2 separate regions of the Mus musculus genome follow, and region 2 is linked to region 1. Evidence: chromatin contacts called from public HiChIP or PLAC-seq data. All regions are on one chromosome and are shown on one strand. The core of a region is the stretch at or near the end of the contact, and the rest is flanking DNA. Distances in the headings are between cores, read along the strand shown. Region 1 overlaps Ablim1 (actin-binding LIM protein 1). Region 2 has its middle 13 kb from the start of Gm41874.

Region 1 (5,523 bases), core at 473-2,972:
GCCCGCTGTGTATGGGATAGCCAGCTCCCATTAGTTATGGTGCCTCCTAAGCCCTAGTGTCAAGTCACCTGCTCTCATCATTGTAACCACTAAGCACTAAGGCTTCTAAACGGGCCTTCAGAGGTTCTGAGCAGGTAGGTTTTTGGTTAACTTGACATCAGCTAGGGAGCGTCTGCTGAGAAAATGCCTCCCTCGGGTGGGCTTGTGGGCAAGCCTGTGGGACATTTCTCTGGTTAGTGATGGATGTGGAAGGGCCTGGCCTACTGTGGGCAGTGCCATCCTTGCATGGGTGGGCCTAGGGTGTATAAGAGAACAGACTGGGCAAGCCATGGAGAGCCAGCCACTAGGCAGTACCCGGCCATGGTCTCTGCTTCAGTTCCAGCCTCCAGGCTCCTGTTCTCGCTTCCCTGAACATGGCGTCTAGTCTGGAAGGTGCAGCAAACCTTCTCGCCTCAGATGGCTTTTATCTGAGTGTTTATCACAGCAGTACAACAAACTAACATAGGTCCTTACTTGGAGACCCACAGATTAAAATGATCCAGATTTTCCTTGTGTGTGTGTGTGTGTGTGTGTGTGTGTGTCTGTCTGTCTGTCTGTGTGTCTGTGTGTGTGTCTGTCTGTGTGTCTGTGTCTGTGTGTGTGTGTGTGTGTGTGTCTCTGTGAGTGTGAAAGCTGGTCCAGAGTTTCAACATCCTTAAGGTATTTGAAAATACTTCCTTGACCAAAAAAGTCTCTACCATCATTTGTCAAGTGGGCATTGCTGGATTATTCTTGGAAGCTGACCTTCATTTTCATCCAGGCTACAGGATACTGCCAGGTCCTAAATTAGACACCTGTGAGCTAACAATTAAGGGCTGGTCCCAGTCCATGTTGCTTATTTAAACCGGTGAGTCCACAGTTTCCTTTTAGAATGTCTTAGCAAATGCCATGGGTACAGGGTCAACATAAGCAAAGGAAGAGTCAGGCATGGTGGTGCTGCCTGTAATCCACAGCTGGAGAGGTACAAGCTGGAAGATTTACCTGGGAATCCCAGAGTTCCAGGACAGCCTGGGCCACAGAGCAAGGCCCAGTCTCAGACACATACAAAATGGAACAAATAAAGACAGGGCACTACACGAAACGCAAAGCTACACATTTGTTAGGCTAAGCACTGTACAGGGTTATTTCTACAGCCTCTTTCTCTCTCTCTCCCTTTCCCTCTCCCTCTCCCTCTCCACCCACCTCTGTGTGTGTGTGTGTGTGTGTGTGTGTGTGTGTGTGTGTGTGTGTGTATGCAGGTGCCCACAGAGGTCAGAGGGTGTCAGATCCCCTGGAGCTGGAATTATAAATGGTTGTGTGCTGCCCAGTACGGGTGCTGGAAGCTGAACTTGGGTCTTCTTGCTTAAGTAGTTTTAAACTTATAGACATCGCTGCCATAAGACAGAAAAGCACCATGATATCAGAAGATTCATAACTGGATAAGGGAAACATATTGTCCATGTAGGTTCTGTGTACCCCCTCTCTATAAAAAAAAGGGGTCTCAGTGCTATTAATCATTTAATCCCAGAAGCTAAAAATGACCCAGGATGATTTTGAAAAGCTTATATGCTGCCCAAGTATGTAACCTTGAACAAGATCTTCCGTAATTGGCCCCTGCTGAGGTCAGCTGTTCCCTCTGCTCTCTCTTGATCGCCATGTTGTAAACAGCACAAGCCCGAGCAGCCTCTGACTGGCTATTTTAAGTGGAGCTTCTTGTTGTCTTTGGAAAACAATACAGCGCAGCAAACCCACTTCTGTGACCCATGACAGCAGCACTCTGTCAGCTTTCTCAGGGCAGCCGAGGGCAGCCCTGGCAGCCGCCACCAGCTAAGTCCTCAAAGATGGAACTGGCAGAGGCATGCCAGCCCATCTTTCTTCCCATGACAGATGCTTACAGAGTTGTACTTTCTTTGGTTGGAGTTCTCATAAATGGGTACCAAGTGTGCCTGTCAAGCTTCCAAGTCAAATCCCTTAAGCCAGGGTTCACAGCCTGCCACAAGGAACACGCCGCCGATTCTCAAGGTGACTCTCCCCTTTAACTGCTCTTGGGTGTGGTTCTTAGTAGTCACAAGACCCAGAGTCCTTCCCTCTCCATTCGTTTAGGAATCCATTGGGGGATGCCTTAGTAGCTAAGGACCCAAGTACTAGGGAGGCACACAGAAGTAGATGCCCCAAGTTCAGTGGTCAGAAAAGTCCCCTTGTTACATCCTACCCAGTAAGAGATTCTACCTCAAAAGCCAAGGTGCATTATCCTGAGGGGTAACACCAAAGGCTGATTTATGGCTCTACATGTATGCACACACACACACACACACACACACACGACCGTTCTCACACCCATGAACAGGCACCCTCCAACATGCATGCACATGTCTTCATACACGTGTACATGCACCCCCACACATGCTTGTCCTCACACACATGAACATGCACCCCCCCCCCCCCGTACATGTCCTCACAGACATGAATATGTACTCCCCTCACACACATACACAGATTTTCTCAAGCAGGAATCCTATGGCTAATACTGTACAGCATGATGCTTATAACTAAAGAAATCTAAGCAAGAGCTACAAAAATTATTTTGTTCAAGCTACCAACAAGGGTTTCTGCTCTGGGTGGAAAAAAAAAACAGAAGGACCAAAAACTCAGAGAGGGAGTAATCGAGAGATGGACAAAGGCCACTCCAAGGGAACTCCACTACTTGCTATCACCTGAGAATATTCAACGATGCCTGGGTCATGCAGGACTTATTAAGAATACCAGGGGAAGGGGCTGGTGAGATGGCTCAGCAGGTAAGAGCACCTGACTGCTCTTCCGAAGGTCCTGAGTTCAAATCCCAGCAACCACGTGGTGGCTCACAACCATCCCTAACGAGATCTGACTCCCTCTTCTGGTGTGTCTGAAGACAGCTACAGTGTACTTACATATAATAATAAATAAATCTTTAAAAAAAAAAAGAATACCAGGGGAAGGTAATTTCCTGGAGAAACTTTAAAGTTGGCAGCCAGGTCTTTGTAGACTTGGAATAGTCCATATACCAAGATGTAAAAGAAAAAATTTCAAATATTTGTACGTACACGTTTAGAATAACTAAAACCAGAAATGACAAACAGTCAATTAACAGACAAATGGACGTTCAGAACATGATTGAGCTCCATCATGGAATACTATCTAACCGTGAAAAGAAATGAAATACAGATAAATGCTACAGCCTGGATGAATCTGGCAAGCACGGCATCAAATGAAGAAGCCAGAAACCAAAGACCGAGATCGGAGTTAGAGGAGTCATCCAGGCCACGCAGATCCACGAAGAGAGCAGCAGATCAGGGGCTGACAGGCTAGAGAGCGAGCAAGATGAGAAACAGCTACTTATGGAAACAAAGTTTTCTTTTAGGGAGTTGAGAATATTCCGAGAGGCAGTCGTGCAGCTTACAGATGTATCAAAGCCACCAAAATGTTTACTTCAGAATGGTAAGTTTTATTCTGCATGAACTTCCTCCAGTGGAATCATCATCAGACTCAGAAGGTCTACCTGATTCCATTGCAGACTTCAACCTGGTAAAAGGCCATAACCGGCTGTGGCCGGGCAGATACCTGGGCTTTTGCCAAGAAGGAAATCACACTTGATTTCCACACCAGCTTCTCAGAGGCAGGCTTCCTTGGCAAGAACCAGCTCTCTCCCTCTCCTCCAAAGAGAATGTGAAGGGTAACTGACAGTCCTCTTACCATTCATGGCTGGAGTCAGAACAAGGGCAAGACAGGGTTTGTGTGTGTGTGTGTGTGTGTGTGTGTGTGTGTGTGTGTGTGTGTGTAGCCATGGCTGTCCTGGAACTACGTAGGCCAGGCTGGCCTCGAACTCAGAGACCTGCCTGCCTTTACCTCCCAAGTGTTGTTATTAAAGACCACCATGTCAGAGCTCTGAAAGCACTTTTAAACTAATCCCTCCAGCATGCCCATTCCCCACAAAGCGATCTCTCGATGTCTGTCTCAATTATCCCTTTCTCTCTCCCTCTCTCAGCCAATGGAAGGACAGGAGGATTGCTGGAGCTTGTTCACCACCAGCATGCCTCCAAGTTCAGGCACAGACCCTGTATAATATAGTCAGTATTAACTGTCAACCTGACAAAAGTTAGAATCATAAGAAATAGGATCTCTAGGTATGTCTGGGAGGAGCCTGTCCACTGTGGGCGGCCCTAACCCTAGGCAAGGGATCCTGGCCTATATAAAAAAGGAGAAAGGGAATAAAACCCTACCAAGTATTCTTTGTTCTGTTTCTGATTATGAGTATGGTATGACTGCTCCTTCAAGCTCCTGCCCCTATGATTCCCCTGCTATGATGGACTGTAACCTGGAATTGTGGGCCTTTCTCCCTTAAGTTACTTTTGTTAGGATGTTTTATTGCAGCAAAAAGAAAAGAAACTAAGATACCTGGTTTCAAGGGTAAAGATAGAAAGTGATAAAGACGACTCCCGATATCATCCTCTGGCTTCCATTCACACTCCTGTACACACACACACACATACACACACACACATACACACACATAGACATGCATATACCATATACATACAGATGCACATACATCACACACAAATACACACACATACATATATATACACACACACACACACATACACACACACACACACACACACACACACACACACACACACACACACATACATGCATATACACACCACACAAACACATCCATTCATCCACATATGTTTAAAAGATAGAAATAAATAAGGTGAAGACTGGAATTAGTTTTTATAGAGGAAAGGCTATATAAGTTCAATTTCTAGATTATCTGTTGAGAATTTACTGCAGTAGACCTTGCCTAAGCAGGCATGACAAGGGTTTTTTCTCAATGTTACCTTGGGAGAAGCAGGTATACATGGCAAGAGTTAAAACACAACCCACTGTGTCCTTAAACTCCCATGGTTTTACATCCCAGCAATGTGCTATGTTGATATGTAGTAAAGACTTTAAGTGGAACCTAGGCCAGGACCTAGAGCTTAGTAGGTGCTCAGTGAAATGGTTGATTGGCTAAATGATGTCTTCCCATATCTCTCTTCACCACGCCCATTATTCATTCCAATCACCTTTTGTCATAGGCATGACCTGTAACCACAATAGCCACTGTGTCCCTGGCCCTGGTTTCTAACTTAGTATAGTTGACTTTGAATTTCAACATCACCATTACCACCTTGACCTTTCTAGAACAGTGTTTTCATCCAGTCAATGTCTTGGGTGAAAGTAACCCTTAGAAACACAAGGGTGCCTCTCAAGACCTCCCTGGACTGGGACCCATCCCAAGTTTCCTTTGTAGGACACTGACCTACAAAGGCTTTTCTCTGTTCAGGTGCCCTGCTCTGCTTTCTGATGCACACTGTCTTCCCAGGCAGTGTGTCACTGAATCTTCCAGACCCTTGGAGGCGCTGTTTTCCAATTTGCTGATGAAGGACTGGAGTCTGAGACATCAAACGGTATACATGATGC
Region 2 (5,645 bases), core at 2,881-5,380, 280 kb after region 1:
TAATAGCTTAGAAAGTTTGAAGGTTTTCATAATAGATTATAAGGCACTAAAAAATCATATTTTAATCAAATAATAAAAACCTGAGCTATCACAACATAAAGCTGATCTATATAAAGTATTTCAACAAGCACATGACAATGTAAGCCGATCTATAGAGAAAGAGCATGGTTCGTGACCACAAAGTTGATAGAGGAAGAATATTAATAAAATTGGGAAATAGTTTTCATCTCTCTACTCAGTAAAATACAAGTTGAGACAATTCTACATTAGTTCTTTCAATAAATGTGGCAGTAAGTAGAATAAGAAACAAGGTCTATGTGAGGATTCAGAAGATGGGTAGCATAAATAGTATAATTTTTTAAAAAAATCTTTCTGGAGACTGGTTTGCAAAATTGTCAAAATTCCTCAAAACTTTGCCCTGTGGCTTGATGAGAAATCTAGTTTCTATGAATTTATCCCAAGATAGAACATCTATTTAGGAGCAGATATATGCATTATTTATGTAATTATTTATAAAAAACAAAGATGTTAAAGATAACAGTAATGATAATAGTAAGGCAAGGTAAGAAGGAAGGCACACACATAGACAGGTTGAACAGAAGATTGGGAGACCTAAGTAGAAAGTACAGTAGAAAATCAGATAAACACGAATGTTCTGTACACACAGAGCACACAGGCTCTCCAGCCATTCCACCATACTGTGTGACATCAGGGAAAGAGGCATGGCAGTTAGTGAAGAAATGGCTTCATAGGGAGTCTTCTCGTGTGCTTCTTTGTGTGGTTCACAGAAGCACAAACATTGAACAGAGACTGTGAGCTATGGAGGGAGAGTGGATTATAAATGGTTTTCATTTTCTCCATTTTATTTATATATATTTCCCAAATGTTCTATAACAAACCTGCATTGCGTTTTTTGATTCTTTTAAACCATCTGTTGAATCGCCCCCGCACGTCTCAACTCTTCCCTCAGAGGAATAAAGACATACGTGAAGTTTTGTTGGAGTGCTCATTAGAGCTGCACAAGTAAAACTGGAAGATCTTGTAAATAATCCGACTTTCTGAAAAGGAGAGAATAGTTAAATAAATTGTTACATTGAAAGTAAAGATTTCAGTATTTCTAGGAAAAGGTTGGTTGTTCTGTAACCACGGGAACAAGTACTGCTCTAGATGGGCTTTTAACTCTCCCTATCAGTTATTGCAAGCTGTCTGAAAGAACAAAGTTTGGCAAGTCAACCAAGCAGCAACATGATAGCCAACCAACCAATCATCAACAGTCTGCATGAAAACTAACCAATCATCAACAGTCTGTGTGAAAACCAACCAATCATCAACAGTCTGCATGAAAACTAACCAGTCATCAACAGTCTGCATGAAAACCAACCAATCATCAACAGTCTGCATGAAAACTAACCAATCAGAAATGAAGTCAGTCTGAAAGCTATGTGTCTAAATACCAATTAATAACAGTTCCTCTGAGGTAATAGAAGTCTAGAGTTGGCATCAATCTATATATGCTCCTGAAATTCTGCCAATCCTGGACTCCATGCATGCCCAGCGCGTATTTAACACCCTCACTGTCCTGCAGAGTGAGATCTACATCACTCTCCTTACTGTAGTAAGCAAAACAGTGTATGTATCCTTTTTATGATAAGGGATAGCTTTAGGCACATAAATGTCTACTTGTCTATGTACAATGAAGGGTCAACACATACACGCACATAAGCATTCTACTAGGTGACCTACGTTCATTAAAAATTCTGTTTTGGGATTATCAGGATGTCTCAGTCTAAACCTGACAACCTGACCCACATGGTAGAAGGAGAGAACTGACTCCTGCAATTGTTCTCTGAGCTGTACATGCATGTTGTCATACATTTGTACACATGTGCACACACATACTTGCATGCAAACATAAATAAATGTACTAATATTTAAAGATTAAAATATATTTTCTGAGCCTGGGAAGATAATTCAGTTAGTGAAATATTTATAGCCCAGTCTGTAAAGTGCTTGCCTCATATGCACAAAGACCTGAGCTTAACCCCCAGAATCCATGTTTTTAAAAAAAGTGTGTGTGTGTGTGTGTGTGTGTGTGTGTGTTACACATTTGTCATCCCAGAGCTAGGAAAATGGAGACAGGTCCAACCCTGGGACTTGCTGGTCAGTCAGCCAAGTTTGATTCTGACCAGTGTGCTCCAAGCCCAGGAGAGTCCCTATCTCAGAAAATGAGGACTGCCATCTGAGGCTGACACACTTTCACACTCACACATACATGTGCGTAAACACAACTCTGTTTTCAAGGATCATACAATGAGGAAGAAAGGTTTCCAAAGTATATTGTATGGGAAAGCTGAATATAAAACTGCACTGTACAATCTTAAGAGACAGTGGGGAAAGAGAGAGGGAGAAGAGATTCTAAACTGTTAAAAAGATAAATATGTGTTGTGGGTCCATGGATTCTTGTTCTCTTCTCTACCATGCACACCTAAAATGACCATTTCTCATTTTAAAATTTTTTTACACTTTTACTTGTGTGTATGTATGGTGTACATGTGCATATGTGTGTGTGCATGCATGTGCATGCATGTGTATGTGTGTGTGTGCATGTGTGTGTTCATGCATGTGCATGTGTGTGCATGCATGTGCATGTGTGTGCATGTGTGTGGGGGTAGGTGTAGGTGTTGGTATCTGTGCCATGCATGTGTGTGCATGTATGAGTGTGCATGTGTGTGTGTGCTTATATGTGTAGGTGATGGTACCCGTGCCATGCATGTGCCTGTGAAGGCATCTTTCTCTATTGCTCTCCAGCTTGGTGTTTTGAGACATTCTCTCATGGAGCCGCAGCCTCACCAGATGTTCAGACTGGCTGGCCAGCAATCTTCCTGTGTGCCCCAGTGCTGGGACCACAGGCATGCACTGCCGTGTGTGGCTCTTGACATGGGTGTTGGGATTTGAACTCTGATCCTACACAGCAAACACTTTACTTACTGCGTTATCTCCCAGCCCTCAGGTTTTATGAAGGAGGAACTCATTCTTCAAAACAAAACAAAAAGTTGGTTTAGCATTATTGCACTACATCAGTTAACTGTACTCTCTGGAAAGTTGAGGTCACCTTGTGGGTCCTTCTTGGACAAGTCTTTCAATGATAATAGAGAACCCAACCAAGGTCTCCATTCAACAAATGCTGAGTGTTTCTGTGTGCCAGACACCATATTGACACTCAGGCAGGTACAAAAAGAATAGTTCCATTTTAATGATGTAGGAATTTTTTGAAAACTGTGGAAAGGTTATTTTCATTGTTGTGTTTTATAAAAAAAGAAAAAGAGTCAAGAATGTGTTTGGTAGAGCCAGGTATCCTGCGTTAGGTGTGGTGCCTCAGTGGGCCTGTGCTGAGGCATCCCTTCCCCCTGAGGTATCAGCCATACGACATAGTATGGAATAGAGTTTATTTAGGGCATTGGAAGGGGAGTTGGAAAGGGAGTATACTCACTCCCCCCAACCCCCACGCGCGCGCGCGCGCGCGAGCACACACACACACACACACACACACACACACACACACACACACGGGAGGGGCAGCCAGGAACACATGAAGAGAGAGGGGGAAGTGGGAGGAGGAGGGGAGGGAGAAAGGAATAAGAGAGTAAGAGAGGGAGGAGGGGGCAAACAGCCCCTTTTATAGCTAGCCAGGCATACCTGGCTGTTGCCAGGTAACTGTTGGGCGGAGCCTAGAAGGAATGCTAACATCCATAAACTATGCTGCTGACCATATAAAATTGTGCTATTTCTGTCTATCATGCTCATGGCTAGTTTTTAGAGGAGACCATCAATGTGACAGGTAAAGGCAAGATAGTTTTTGTGGGAGAGGACTAAGGATAATGAATCGCGGCTCCCTGTCCTCTTCTCCGGCTCAGGGGAGCCGGCTAGAGCCGGCCAGAGCAGGTGGGTGAAGTTCAGGGTCTTGGTTGGACGTGTCCATGAATAAAGATCCCAGGAACAGCTTCTGAGAACGAGTTCCGTTTATTGGCCGGTAGGGTAGGCTCCTGGGAATGGGCAGGGTCTCTAAAGCAAGGTTTTTGTGGCTATGTACCATTGGCCAGGGCAGGGGGTGTTGGGAGACACTTCATCTGCATATTCAGGAGCTGGGGGTGGGGTCTACCTTATAAGGTCAAACAAGGAGAGAAGCTGGATAACTCTCAGTGTAATCAATTCCTGCTAGGGTTGATCGTGGGGCAGCCGGCCTCAAAGAGCCAGGTTGAGAGACAGGGAGATGACCAACTCCTGCTGTCCTGTCTTTGAGATTTCTGGGATTGACGATGTCTCTACCCTTCCTCCGTGTCCCTGAGCCATTATGGTCACACAATGAATGACCTGTGACATGTGCAAAAACAGACTGGGTGCTGGGAGCAGAAAGGACCCGTGAACGTGTTCCGCTGTAGATCTCTTTAATCTGGAGCGTTGAAGTGCCTTGTTCCTTTGTTAATTTAAAAAAAAAAAAAAAAAAAAAGCGTCAGTATCTTAATTGCGTTGATTTTAGCTGACTAGAACTGCCAACGTGACCAGTGTCCTGGAGCCTGCTGTTCTCTGCTTCCTGATTCATGCAAACAGCTGATTGACTATTGTGAACAGTCACAATGGTTAATCTCACGCGTGTTGGGGGTGGGAGGTGTCTGTTTTTGTCTTAGTGTTGTTTTCATGATCAAACACTGAGCTGTCCTCAGCTCCCGCATGCTGACCATGTACTGTTGATGGTTTGTCTTCATGACGGGTTGGTTTTTTTTGTTTGTTTTTTTGTTTTGTTTTTTGTTTTTTTTTTGATTTAATAAAGTAGAAGAAAGCACACAGCCATCTCCCAAAACTGGAAAGAATGACTTGGTAAAATAATAATCATTGAAGTTTGGGGGTTTCTGCTTCAAGGACTTCTCCTGGTGCCCACATATCCTGCTGGATCCAGAATTCACGCTGGTGGTGGTCCCATGGCAGCACTATGAAAAGAGGGGAACTTTTCATACACTAAGATGTGCAAGGGATTAATCAGACGTTTGGGAGGGTTGTCAATAGACGGAGCTTGTAACATTAACAGTCATGCCTCAGCCTGGAATAATCCACAGGAGTTTATTGTATTCTTTCAACCTTTGACCTATTGTGTTCTCATTTTAATCCTGCCAGCTGTGGACAAATGTGCAATTTCTACAGCTGGGGAAACTGAGGCCCCAAATCCTTGTTCTTACCTAAGGACTCACAACGGACCAAGTGCACTTGTTTGTTTATTTTTCATTAAATCAGTAGCCACTCATTTTAGGTATGTGACAGGTCTACAATCCCAGCACCAGGGGAGGCTGAGGCAGGAGGGTCACCTGGAATTTGAGGCCAGCCTCAATGACATAATGCCTAGAAAATAAGCAGCCCTGTCTCAATAACCAAACACACGCAAATCCATATTGTCCTTAAGATGTTGCAATAGCAATATAGAGAAAAAAATCAAAGTCATTCATTTAAAGGAAATAGCGTGTTTCCTAATAAAAGTGGTCTGATTCAAGTAAATTGTAATCTGTTTCATTCTGGGCGAGGAAAAGCCAAAACCTCAAGTGGGTTTTGCAGAGTGGATTCCTTTTCTGTTTTTTTTAAATGGTATATTCATTAAA

The links. HiChIP or PLAC-seq counts read pairs in DNA pulled down with a chosen protein or histone mark.
Region 2: a contact with region 1 is called in an H3K27ac HiChIP or PLAC-seq map of embryonic stem cells, with 4 times the contacts expected there. The contact joins two enhancer-like sites. A contact is called at or near these places in 2 of 15 datasets of contacts at CTCF or cohesin (the NIH/3T3 cell line and pro-B cells), 2 of 484 Hi-C or Micro-C datasets (the N1E-115 cell line and nephron progenitors), 5 of 115 datasets of contacts at active chromatin or transcription factors (embryonic stem cells, large pre-B cells, memory CD8 T cells and 2 more) and 1 of 9 other capture datasets (embryonic stem cells).

What each region holds. Positions count from the first base shown.
Region 1 is chr19:57,140,204-57,145,726 of GRCm38.p6, forward strand. The region is part of intron 4 of Ablim1 (actin-binding LIM protein 1); the gene reads right to left. Among named protein-coding and RNA genes, the nearest start is that of Ablim1, 73 kb to the right of the region's middle. Within about 2 kb of position 1,723, at least 12 of the 459 cell types and tissues checked have an H3K27ac peak or open chromatin away from gene starts, as enhancers often do. A contact at or near this core is called in embryonic stem cells, where this site is marked.
Region 2 is chr19:57,414,286-57,419,930 of GRCm38.p6, forward strand. No RefSeq gene overlaps it. Among named protein-coding and RNA genes, the nearest start is that of Gm41874, 13 kb to the left of the region's middle. Within about 2 kb of position 4,131, at least 42 of the 459 cell types and tissues checked have an H3K27ac peak or open chromatin away from gene starts, as enhancers often do. A contact at or near this core is called in embryonic stem cells, where this site is marked.